2 separate regions of the Mus musculus genome follow, and region 1 is linked to region 2. The links are chromatin contacts, called in public Hi-C maps. All regions are on one chromosome and are shown on one strand. The core of a region is the stretch at or near the end of the contact, and the rest is flanking DNA. Distances in the headings are between cores, read along the strand shown. Region 1 has its middle 60 kb from the start of Tril. Region 2 has its middle 4.4 kb from the start of Gm4872.

What was found. A called contact is a pair of places that touch in the nucleus more often than the background predicts.
Region 1: a Hi-C map of bone marrow-derived macrophages shows a contact between it and region 2, with 15 read pairs. The contact joins two enhancer-like sites. A contact is called at or near these places in 1 of 15 datasets of contacts at CTCF or cohesin (pro-B cells), 2 of 484 Hi-C or Micro-C datasets (the C2C12 cell line and bone marrow-derived macrophages) and 1 of 115 datasets of contacts at active chromatin or transcription factors (embryonic stem cells).

The regions. Positions count from the first base shown.
Region 1 is chr6:53,757,492-53,763,898 of GRCm38.p6, reverse strand. No RefSeq gene overlaps it. Among named protein-coding and RNA genes, the nearest start is that of Tril, 60 kb to the left of the region's middle. Within about 2 kb of position 4,073, at least 54 of the 459 cell types and tissues checked have an H3K27ac peak or open chromatin away from gene starts, as enhancers often do. A contact at or near this core is called in bone marrow-derived macrophages, where this site is marked.
Region 2 is chr6:53,214,172-53,220,694 of GRCm38.p6, reverse strand. No RefSeq gene overlaps it. Among named protein-coding and RNA genes, the nearest start is that of Gm4872, 4.4 kb to the left of the region's middle. Within about 2 kb of position 3,809, at least 18 of the 459 cell types and tissues checked have an H3K27ac peak or open chromatin away from gene starts, as enhancers often do. A contact at or near this core is called in bone marrow-derived macrophages, where this site is marked.

The DNA.
Region 1 (6,407 bases), core at 2,824-5,323, 540 kb before region 2:
GTAGTAGAAGGTGGCGACGTTTTCATAGCTTTCATTTTCAGAGCTTTGTGGCTTTAATTTTTGGTTGTGACACTATTTCCAAAAGAACAGTCTGTTTTGGATGCAAACATTTTATAGTGCTGTGTGCTAGTTCTCATTTAATATGGGAGTTTTAGAGGACCCCAAACTCAGGTATAAAGCTGGAGGTAAGCGGGGGTGCATACAGTAGCACTTGCCGTCATCGCACGAACTGAGACAGAAGCATTGGGTGGCAGAGATAGACAGCTTGCATCGAGTTGTACAGTCTTTGAGTCTGGTTAACTTTGGTGTGTGAGGTTTTTATTTATTTAAAATTTGAAAGCAAATAAAGTAAGGTCCAAACGCATTTCAGCCATGGCCATCACAGTCCATGGGGCCCTGATGCCACGTTCTTTACAGTGGTTTACCTTACATTAGGGCAGCCGTGGAAGTCATTATCTGAACAAGGGGACAGAATGGGCCAGCCACTGTTAACAATTGCAGAAGAAATGACAGTGGTGAACTGGGGCCGTTGTTGTTGTTGTTTGATGAACCTGGCCAGGCTGTGTGCCACTGCCTTATAGTGAGAATGGAGCAAGAATCATTCTTTAACCCAGGAGTCTCTGCTTGAGCAGCAAAGTAGGAAGGAGGCGTGGAGTCCACACTAATTGTAATGGGTGCAGGGCTGAGGCTGGATCACATGCTGACCTGTGCCTCTTTGTGAAATCAAGGACCATAGAGGTCTCCTCTGACAAGGGGTAGCACAACTTTGCCACTGTCGTTCTTCTCTGTGCCTTTTCCTGGCTCTATAATAGCCCTGCCTACCTTAACACCTTTTCTTTTACTTCACTTCTAATATTTCCAAATTCACTTATGCGGGGGAGACAGCTAGGTTTGCCAGTGGTTGATGTTTGAACGAACGAGTTACTCCTTAATAGAGCACTGATATGGCATTTCCAATGGAAAGCCGTGGTCCGGTTTTTCATCAACCCCTTGCTTCAGTGCGGAAACCTGAAACCTCGCCCTCTGCTAGTCATCACTCTTTCTTTTTGCACAGGCAACAAACTCCTCAGCAGAGCCCGCAGCAGGCATGTGCTCCAGTGAGCTGATCAATTAAAGGCAGCAAGCGATTGGCAATGTTTGTTGAAGCTCATGGAAATGCTAACTTGGCTACAGGGCAAGCCTTCCTGGAACAATGTCTTGCTAAAATTGAATACTTTTCTGGAAGAAACAAAAGCTGGTAAAACATTTAAGTCAAATCGATCTTTAAACAGGATTCTGAACATGGAAACCATTTCTATACACACATGGCATCCATTAGAAATGAGGGCTAGGAAAATTTCTCCTGTGCAAGACTTTCCAGAAGGAAAGAACATCCGCGATAAAGCTTGCCCTCCCACGGCTCCTTAGAGAACAGTACCTCACCCAAGTCCAAACTCTCAGTCACTCAAGCACAAGCGCTGTGTATGACAGTCTTCACGATCACCATCTTCTTGCATTTTACTTCCACCATAATACCAATAACCTCATTGTGACCCAGTTATATGCTAAAATATTTCAAACTTTGTAAAACACAAATGCTCCTAATGCTCTCCCTCCCCAGACACAATCACTATTTACTATGTATTATGCATCTTTCCATTTCTGTGCAAGCATGTGTATAAACCATACTAGTTGTAAATGCTTTTAATAGATTGCTTTCTCTTATTAAAAGCTTGCTGTTGTGTGCACGATAGAGCACAAGTCTATCAGTAGCTTTCAGGAAGAGGAATTGGAACTGTGGAGCCAAAGGATAAGCTTGTTTTAATTCTGATAAATGCTATCAGTCTCTGTGAGTGTGTGTGTGTGTTGTTGTTGTTATTGGTGGTGTGTGTGTAGATGTGGTGGTGGTGGTAGTGGTGTGGTGGTGGTGGTGACGGTGATGGTGTATATGTGCGTGTTTGTGTATGTGTTATTGGTGGTGGTAGTGTTGGAGGTGCATGGGCAGATTTGGTGATGGTGGAGGTGATAGTGATGGTGATGATACTGACGGTGTGTGTGTGTGTGTGTGTGTGTGTCTGTGTGGGTCCATCCCACAGTTTAGCTGTAGAGAACTTTCCCTTTATTCTGCCTGTGTGCTTCATATCCCTTTCTCCTTTTAGTCTAAGTGATAAATTTGACCTTCTTGCAGATTTGACTTTTTTGACTTAGCATTGTCCTCAGGTGTATTTTTGCACATTTGTGTTCCATTTCTATTTCCTCCTCTTGGACCACGTGCCTGTTTTCCCCCTGATGGCTCCTCCCTCCTTCAAACTGAGCATTTCCCCTGGCTCCGGGTGGAGCCCACCATTTGCACAGATATTCTCCAAATCCTGCCTCCTTGTGCTTTAGGGACAGGTCAACCTCCAAAGCATTTTTATAACCCCTTTGCTGCGATGGCTCTGGGCTTCAAAGCACAGGAGGTCTATCTCTCCCCAGATGGATGTGAGCACTGGATGCCGGTTCTGCTTGCCTCTCTCCAGGCTTCCCTCAGTGATGCTGGCCCTCAGCTCAGTGTCTACAACCAGGCTTCTTTAAGGCAGCCTTAGCTTGCCCTCATTTCTTCTGCCTTTCTCTAGATTCTTGTGAAATCCTGTGGTGATAAAGAGGTTCTGTGCTGCTCTTTGAAGTATGGCCGTCTCTTGCAGAGGCTGGCTTCATCTGGGCAATATGGGAAGACTTGGTGCAGCTGGGAATGCGTTTTTCATTTAGCCAAAGGGATGCTTTTGGCATCTATGGAACTAGAAGGCCCTTATTCATCTTTTGGGTTTATATATTTTCTTAAAGGTTGCGATTTGCATTTCTGTTCTCTATCTCCTTTTGCATTGCTGTCTGAGAAATGCAAAACCCGTGGGGGAAAGTAGGCCTGGCTTTGGGGAGATTTCAAATGCAGCTCTCCTTTGTGTCACTGGAGGCGGCCCCAGTCCTTCCCGCCAAGGCCAACTGCCTGCAGGGTAATGGATTATCTTCCTCTCTGCAGACTCCACGGGAGATGTTCTCAACGGTTTATGCATTCTGGCCTGAAAACACTCCCTGCAGAAGGGAGAATTCTTCCTGTGTTCCCCAGCAGAGGTCCCTGGGGACTGAATCTGGCTCGCAGTGTAAACCCCATGTGCTATAAAGAGAAGATCAAGGGCAGATTTGGCACTAAGTGGTTGTTCCAAAGTTTCCAACTGGTCTAAGCTTTCAAAGACAAAGAGTGAGGAGTTGTGGTTGCTTTCACCTTGGGGAATACTTACAGGAGGTGTCTAAACACGCCTCAAAATGCCCGGATCTTAGCAGAAGGGAAGAGATCAGTAAACCTGTAAACAAAAAAGGTGACTGGTTCTGCTTTGGGATAAAAAAAAATAGGAAGGGGGAAGTGGAGGGGTTTACTCACAGGAGGAATAGGTTATTTGGGTGTTGAGCTTTTGTTTAGACCTCTGTCAGTGGCACCTTCAGCAATTGAAGCAAGAGATAAGTTTGTTAAATGTGTAATATATAAGGGAAATCAGCAAGAAAAACATGTGTGTGTGTGTGGGAGGTCCAAAGAGACAGAAACAAGTTTAAATTAAGAGAGAGGAGGGAGGGAGGGAGAGAGAGAGAGAAAAGAGAGAAAGAGAACAAAGAGAAAGAGAAACTGGGGGGCCAGAGAGAGAGAATGAATAAAAAGGAAGGAAATGGATGATAAGGAAGAGAAGGGAAAGGATGAGGGGGGCAAGCCCTCTGAGGTGAGTGGGTTATGGTGTTTGAAAACATCCTCAAGAGCAAAGCCAGCAGGCAGCTTCCTCACAGATGCCTCCTGGTTGTTGCCCAGAGCTTTAAGGACTGAAGGGTAGCAAACCCTCCACATTCCTGGTCACACTAAGCTTTGCTTTGAAATCCCTAAGGAGGCCTACAACTTGGGGGTTGAGGTGACAAAGGGCAGACTGAGGGAATTATTTATTTCCCTCTTTGCCATCTGGGCATCCTCATTAATTGAGTGGATTCATTTGGTGCCGGTTTCTGCTCCCTTCAGAGTTCTGGTCAGGAAAATTAAGAATCATGATTCTAACGGCTCACGTGGTCTGTGAGTCATGGCAGGATGCTTTAGTGCTCTGGCCTTCCCAGTTTGCTATGTTTTGATTTGCTGAGTTCTTTCTTCCTCTTTTGTGCAGTTTACTTATTATAATTATTAATGAGGAAACAGAAAAGTGGCTATTCAGTTGAACTTTAGGGAGCAGGACGTGATAAACAGTCTCTGTCTAGGATCTAACATTTGCCCCTAAATACAGTAATTATTAGGTTGCTTGATGATATGCTGGGTTTTACAAGGCTCTTATTAGGGAAAGAAAAAGAACATAATAAATCCACTAATGTGGGTAATGACTGGTATGGAAATTGAAAATGGTTCAAAATTAACCCACTCCTTTTTTCCACCTTCTAAATACCCCCCTGGGTCCTAATATTATTCATCACATAAATATACTTGCTCTTCATTTCAGCTAGTCCTTCCCTGCCAAGACACTCCAGAATTAATTGCAATTAAGTGCTATCTGGCCTTACCCAGGCATTGACAGGAGGCTCAACTGAAGGAAAATGTAACCAACCTGCAATGGCAGAGAGACGCACAAATGGTTCTGTGAGCTCCACATGCCTAGTTCAGTGTTAGCTCATGGGACTCCGAGGAACACCAAAAATGAAGGCACTCAATAAACAGAAGCTGTCTGCTCACGGTGACCACTGAAGGGCTACATAACCCTCTCTGCCTCCCTCTCTGCCCCCCACCCCCACCCCCGCCTCTGTCTCTCACTCCTGTCTCTGTCTCTGTCTCTGTCTCTGTCTCTGTCTCTCTGTCTCTCTCTCTCTCTCTCTCTCTCTCTCACACACACACACACACACACACACACACACACACTTCTGCATAGTAGAGACAACCCTATTTTAATGCAGACTTTTCTGTGTGTCTTTACCGGAAGTTATGACGGGGTCTGATGGAGTCTGATGCGGGAGGCACACACAGGAATACTCCCACACATTAAGCATGTGTGATTTTCAGGCTATATAAGACACTGCATTTACAAAATATTTCTTTGGAGTAAACTCTATATAGATGTCCCAGCTGTAGTCATTTACTGAAGATGAATCTGAACAACAATGTGTGACCTGAAAGGGACCTTCCTGTCGCCCTGCTTCCTGTCACCCCGATTCCTGTCACCCTGAGTCTTTCTATAAGCCTTCTGTTGGTGTTTAAACAGTTTCAATCTTACTTGAAATGTGAACAGAGTAAGCGAAAAACAGTTTAAACTCTTCTGGAATCAAATCCAGGCTCCACAAAACAAGATGGGAATGACAAAGACAAACAGTGAAGCCTTAGGTCTGAGGAAAGCCCATTAGGAAGCTGCTCCCGCAGTCAGAGAGAGAACAAGAGTGACACAGATTGACTGCTGTGCTGGGAGCATTGCCATTCAGATGGAGGAGAAATAAAACAACCCCAGAGATGACTGTATAGTCCAACACCACTGTAGCACAGAGCCAGCCAATGTAATAAGACACGAAAAGGAAGTTTAGATCTCAAAAGTAAAATATGATGTTGAAAGTAAGGTAAAAACATTCAGTGCACTGAGAAAAAAAAAATGGGTCCTTAGAATACAGCAAAGGATTGGTATTACATTTTCCAGAGCACCCTACAAATCAATAAAAGGTGATCAAGAAGCCATCAGCAAAAAGGGCAGAGGAAACAAAGAACAAATTCGCATGAGGTATGCTTTCAACGGTTAGTGGATTTGACCATTCTGAATTTTATCTTAATAATAATCAAATAAACCAACGAAAGCTCAACTCTTATTCATGATTGTAAACATGTTTTGAAAAGACTTATATGTTGAGGATTCGCAAATAAGGAGAATATAATTATAGTGAAGTCTTTCTGAAAAGCAAATCCACCACAATGCTCACTATGACTTTTACTTCTATTCATGTAGCATGGTAACACGCACGCACACACGCACGCACACACACAGTCAAGGCTGCTCATCACAGCTGTCTACATAAGTGCAAAAGTCTGTGCACTGGTGTATCAGTTTTCCAGAGCAGGGCCCTACAGACCAGGCAGCTTACACAACAGAGAGCTACATCTGCATACCACTCAATGCTGACACTGAACATCTGTGTGGTGGGTTCATCCTGTGACCTCTTAAGTTTACCAGTCTTATTAGATCAGGACACACTAATTACCTCTTTAAAGACCCGGTCTCCAAGTAGAGTCACATTACAAAGTATTAGAAAGCATCAGAACTTAGAGCCTAACATGAGTTTTGAGGGGATATGATTTAGTCTTTAATAGTCAGAAACAACATACATGCAAGACAGAAAAGTGGACATGGTACATTCAGGCCACATATACAGTCACTAATAAAAATGAGATAAATCAA
Region 2 (6,523 bases), core at 2,560-5,059:
TTCCAGTATTGTATGCCTATAATGGGCCAAGAAGGATGCTGGCTTGCATTTACAGACTACAGATACAGCGGTCTCTCAGCATCCAAGGGGATTAGTTCCAGAGCCCCCTACGATACATAAACCCTAAAGTGAACATGTCCCTCATATAAAATGACATAATATTTGCATATAACACATGACATCTTCCTGTGTGCTTTGAGTTTTCTCTGATTACTGATGATACCCAGTACAAGGCAAAAACTCTTAAAAACTGCACTAATTTTTTTAAGGAATGACAAAAAAAAAGTTTATCCATGTTCAGTCCAGATGCCTTTTTCTTTCTTTTGTTTTTTTGTTTTTTGTTTTGTTTTGTTTTGTTTTGTTTTGTTTTTGGTTGTTTGTTTTTTGAGACAGGGTTTCTCTGTGTAGCCTTGGGTGTCCTGGAACTCACTTTGTAGACCAGGCTGGCCTCGAACTCAGAAATCCGCCTGCCTCTGCCTCCCAAGTGCTAGGATTAAAGGCGTGCACCACCATGCCGCCATTTTAAAAAGATATTTATTATTCATTGTTGATTTTGCAGATTCAAAACTAGCAGAAAAGAAAAGAAGATTTTAATTTCACTAATTTTCACTACCACCATGCAAGAGGGTGTGCATGTGTGTGTGTGTGTGAGTGTGTGTGTGTGTGTGTGTGAGTGTGTGTGTGTGAGTGTGTGTGTGTGTGTGTGTGAGTGTGTGTGTGTGTGTGTGTGAGTGTGTGTGTGTGTGTGAGTGTGTGTGTGTGTGTGTGTGTGTGAGTGTGTGTGTGTGTGTGTGTGAGTGTGTGTGTGTGAGTGTGTGTGTGTGTGTGTGTGAGTGTGTGTGTGTGTGTGAGTGTGAGTGTGAGTGTGTGTGTGTGTGTGAGTGTGTGTGTGTGCATACCACACACACACAGGAAGAGAGGGGGTATTCTTTTTTATAAACAAGAAAGCTGGCATTCAGAGAAAGCACAAGACTTGTTGGAGCCTAGTACTGCACTGGCACAAGAGAAGTGTTTCTCAACCTTCCTAACGCTGTCACCCTTTAGTACAGTTCCTCGTGCTGTGTAAAATTAGTTTTGTTTTACTTCATAACTGTAATTTTGCTACTACTATGAATCATAATGTAAATATCCGAATTGTAGGATATCTGATACCCTATCCCAGAAGGGACCCACAGGGTGAGAATCACTGAACTAGAGGCTTCATTCTCTTCTGAGTCCATATCCTCTGCTTAAGTCACATTATCTCGAGCCATGCTTTGTTCCTGCTCTGTGGCATGAGAGGCTGAACGGATAGCTGGCCATCCAACCCATACCCAAACGTGGGGCCTGACCAATGCTCACGAGTTTCAACTTGTGAGACTCCAAACTAGGGCAGCATTTCAGTCTGCACTGGACTCTGTTTTCCCATAGGCTCCTTGGCCAGAGCCCTCTGGTCAGAGCCCCGTGTGCGGCATGAGCTTTCAAGCCAGGTGGGCAATCCAGAACAGACCATTCCCTCACGGATCCCAGCCCTTCCTCACTCAGGATGGAGGGCCCTGCTAACAAATGGTTTGAATTACAGGGAATCTGAATGTGTTCCCTTGTCTTGGACAGAGTTGTTGCAATTATGAAATAACCCCATTTTTAAAAGTGTGTTGTCCATATGCCGTTACAGCTGAATCTTTTCATGAGCAACAGACGCCTGGCCATTTCATGCAGAGTCACACCCCACATGCTAAGCGGACGGACATAATCAGGGGAAGGATTCTGAAGTGCGGGGGAAGCTATTGCACGGAATGTCAAGCCTGAAACTCGGCCTGGCCCTGGGGTGTGTGGGGGGCATATTGGCTTTATTCAGAAAAGAAACAACAGCTGTGCAGTGATTGGATAAGAATTAGAAAAATCTCACAATTGCCAAGGTGAACCAAACATTATGATGTAGTGCTGACACTGAGACAAGCTTTGCTAGGCGTTCCCACTACTGACTCGCTCCATTTTTTTTTTCTTAAGGGAAAACTTTCCTGGTGTAAGAACTTTCTATCCTTGGATTCAATGTAAACACCTCCCTCCATCTTGCTTTCTGACTGGAATTGAATCAACGGCCCCCAAACTGTGCAGAAGTGGGCGAATCACTTTGCAAACCAGTTAGCAAAGACATCTGCTCTGGTATGAGGTGAATGGAACGAAAGGCAAATATCCCAATAGAGGAACAGTAATTGACGGACCAAAACTGTACCCTAGGAGAGCTTGAGAACTTTTTTTTTTCAAATTAAAACTGGATGTTTGCATATTCTGAGCCAATTTGGCTGTTTGGCTATTAATATGGTGTTATGAGGCTCCAAGGCCGTGATGGACAACCTTTGCTGGAACGAACTGAGAGAAATAAACCACAGATATTCAAAGAGGCCCCTTAACTTTCCTCTGTCTATCTCCCTTGGCTCTCACTGCTTTATTCACTGAGCCTCTTGCCTATAACGGCCCAGCCATCTTCTCCCACTATAGAATCCCGGGATAACTGGTTTCTAAAATGGGAAATATGTGAATGTCTTTTGCCAGTCCCTGCCATTTTATCTGTCCTTCAAGGCTTATCCTGGGGACATAACATGATCATTTTCCCCCTTTCCTATGGACCAAAGTTCTAATCTCTGCGCTCTACCACTTATGGCCCTTGGGCACTGACACCCCTAGGCTGTAGCTTACAGTAAGTTGTGCACTTTAGTGGGACACATTCTCTAGATCCCATTTTCTCCAGCTGCTAAAAAAAAAAAAAAAAAAGGCCCTCAGCTGCTCACCATCTTCAAGAATTGTTTCTGTTAGAAAAAGGTACATGGCACAAAGTCATACACACATGTGTCAGCAGCTGGCATCCCAGCTTGATTCATACAGGCCAAAGGCCTGAAGTGTTCGCCACCCCATTTACGCCCAAACTCAGCAAGGTCTGAGGGATTCTCTCATGTTTTCTCATGGGATCAGATAAGGCCTTTATGGGAATAGTACTATGTTTCTGTCCCCCCACCCACCCCCCCACGTTGTCATGATGAAGCCCTAATTCCTGTTGAGAAGTAGATATTGTTTATAAATCACCCAGTTCAAGGCATTTTGTTACAGCAGCCCAAGCAGATTAAGAAAGCTAAGCACCGTCTCTCCGCTCATCCTGTGTCCTGACACTTCTTCCTTAAAGTGTCCTTCTCAAGAGTTTTTTTTCCCCTGCGTAAAGCTTCCATCTCAGAATCTGCTTCCTGGAACCTGGCCCGTGCCACTCACCCAGCCCTCTAGTGCCCCCATCTGGTTATGCCAGTTCTGCTCTGGATCCGACTGGAGCTTAAACAGACAGATGCTGAGTTCTGCTAGGATGATCTCCCAACCTCTCCCCAGCCTTCTTTGAAGACGAGCCCCAGACATGATGCCTGCTCAGTACTGAGCCATGTTACCTATTCACAAGGTTCTGGCTGCTGGCGGAGGACCTGGGGAAACCCTGCTCTACCCTTTCTTCACCAAGCATCAGCAGTTGTGTGCTCCTGATGTGCTCCTATGGACTGACTGTGTGCTGCTGTCGTCTTTTGTTCCTCAATAGAGTACCCCATTCTTTCATTGGGTTGAAACTCTTCAATGAGCAGGACCAATTCCTCTGCCTCTCCTCACCTGCCTGGCCCTCCTTGGCCCTAACAGTAAGCTATGCCCAAGCTTGTGTCTGAATAACTCTGCCCCCAACTACATTTACTGAAAAAGAGTCACTGGTTTCTAGTGGCCTTGTCCATACATACATTTGTAACGTGTCTTGTCATCAATTCCAACTCAAAGGCCACTTCCTGCACACAACTTTTCCACCCTGACTCTTCATTCTCAGAAAAAAAGGGGAAGTAGACACAGTCTGGTGAGTGTGACTTCAGTCTCTCATAGCTCCCAGAGCGGAACATGGAACAGACAATCAATGGCAAGAGATCCTTGCTACAGTGATATGCAGATCCCCCTGGCATAAGACTTGGGGGCAATTCAGTGTGAACTAACAAATAGCTGTAGAGAACCATTCATACGCACACCAAGCACTGTGCTATGACAGAAAGTGTAAGAAAAAAGAACCCTTTCCAGAATGGCCTACAAAAATCCCATGTTTTATTTGGGAGATGAAGGAAAGCTATCCCCAGGGAATACAGTATCTGCCAGGAAGCAGAACTCCTGAGTAACCCAGTGCAGCTCTCTCCTTGATTAGTCAACGGAGCATCCGACAGAGCAGAAAGCAAAATGCTTCCATACTGGCCATGGATGACTGCAATGGTACAGTAAATTAAAATAATAGGAGGAAATATAAGTTTCCTAAAAATAAAAGAGGTACATGTGAAATATCAAATTTCCAAAATTTAAGGGAAAATCAAAAGCATGGGGAAAATATTTATGAGGAAGTCCAATGTCAAAGCAGAACAAGATCATGCCCACCTCTGAGGACAGTCACGTGTATAAAAATGTCAGGTGGATTCTTTAAAGAATACATGTAATTAGTGGCAGGTTAGAATGCAAGTTAAGATCAGAGTTTTAATTAATGGCAGAATCAAAATGAAAACTAGTAGTCTGCTATTAAAAAAAAAAGACTAATAACTAGCCTGCAAGGCTAACAAGATAACCACGTTAAAATAAGTGCAGCGTTCAAGTCAAAATTCGTAACAAGCTCACTATATTGGCAAGGCCAGATTTATGGTTCCGTGTGTCAAAATGGCTATTCCATTTGAAGAGGGACATTAGCATCCATCAATAGGAGATTGGTTAAATAAATTACAGTAATCCACACAATGGAAACCAGGCAGCTATTAAAATGATGATGGGTAGCTACTTTTATTGACATGGAGAGATGTCTATGACAAGTTAGCTAATGAGGAAAGCAAGTAGGGGTCCTGAGTGGTCTGCATAATCCTATCCAGTTAACACAAAGTCATGGATCTATGTTTTAATATTTCTAAAATGCTTATTTCAGGGCCAGCAATGGCTCAGTCAGTAAGCCTGATGACCTGAATTCCATTCCTGAATCCACATGGCAAAAGCGCGCGCACGCGCACACACACACACACACACACACACACAGTAAGTTCTAAAAAAAAAAAAAAACAGAAAGGAAAAACCATAATCATTATTGCTAAGCTGAGACTGTAGGACATGGGAATGGGTTGGGTGGCTCAGGAGGATTTGGTAGGAGGTCCGCAGAGACAGGAGGATGGGATGGATGTCTACATAGTTGTCAGTGCTTAGGAGCTTCCCTCTGGCAGCAAGCTCAGAGTCACCGTGGCCAGGCTAGTACAAACCAGTCATCAGCCTACTTGCTCAGAATGCAGATGCTGAGCCTTTGGAGGTTAGAGGTCCACATCAAAGCTTGGGATAGGCCATGCTCTCTTCTGGTGCTCTGAGGGAAACCTCCTCGTTGTGACCATAGCTGTGGGCATCCCTTGGCATTTCGCAGTTTTCTTTATTGCGGCTCATGTTTCCAGCCTCTGCCTCCATCTTTACGTGGCCTTTGCCTTTGGTTCAAATCTTCCTCCGCCATCCCCATATAGAGATGCTTGTTCCACAGACTTAGATTATATTTGAACAATCCAGGATGACATCGCCTCAAAATCGTTAATTACATCTGCAATGATGTTTTGTCCAAGTTAAGTTCCATTGAAGGTCTTAGCTGCTCATACCTTTCAGGAAGACATTGTTCCAACCACTGTCAATGGCTAAGGTGACAATGAGGTACATATGAAGTATAGTCTTCTTAAAATGTAGTGAGCAGGAACAAGAGAAGAGAGGCAGAACAGCAAGGGGCATATCAGGACATTAGATAATGGCCTGTGTCATCAGTTCCCACTAGACAATGCACTAACAGTAGGGATGTTACCTCTGGTACCCTGAAAGGGAGACATTGTTTTATAAAATAATGCTTGTTCTCTTAGTTAGAGACAGAGTCTCTCTCTCTCTCTCTCTCTCTCTCTCTCTCTCTCTCTCTCTCTCCCTCTCTCTTCCCCCCCCTTTGAGAAATATATAATTTTCTTTTAGTTTAGTATTAAAATATGAAGTCATTTTCTAGTCAAACATTTATTTTAATTAATTAATTAATTAATTTTTCTCATATATTATATCCCAACTATAGTTTCTCCTCCCAGTCCTTTCTCCCCACTTCCCCTTTCCCCCAAATTCACCCCTCCTCTGTTTCCCATAAGAAAAGAGCAGACCTCCCAGGGATATCAACCAAGCACAGCATAGCAAGTTACAACAAGGCTAGGTACACACCCTTGTATCAAAGCTAGATGAGGCAACCCAGCCAGAGGAAAAGTGTCTCAAAAAAGCAGGCAAAAGAGTCAAAGATAACCACCGTGCCCACTGTTAGGAATCCCACAAGAAGACCAAGCTACACAACCATAACATACATGCAGAGGACCTAGGTTAGTTAGACCCATGTAGGCTCCAGTATTGTCAGGTCAGTCTCTGTGAGGCCCTATGAGACCAGGTTAGTTGGTTCTATGGATTTTCTTTTAGTATCCTTGACCCCAGTAGCTCTTACAATCCTTCCTCTCCC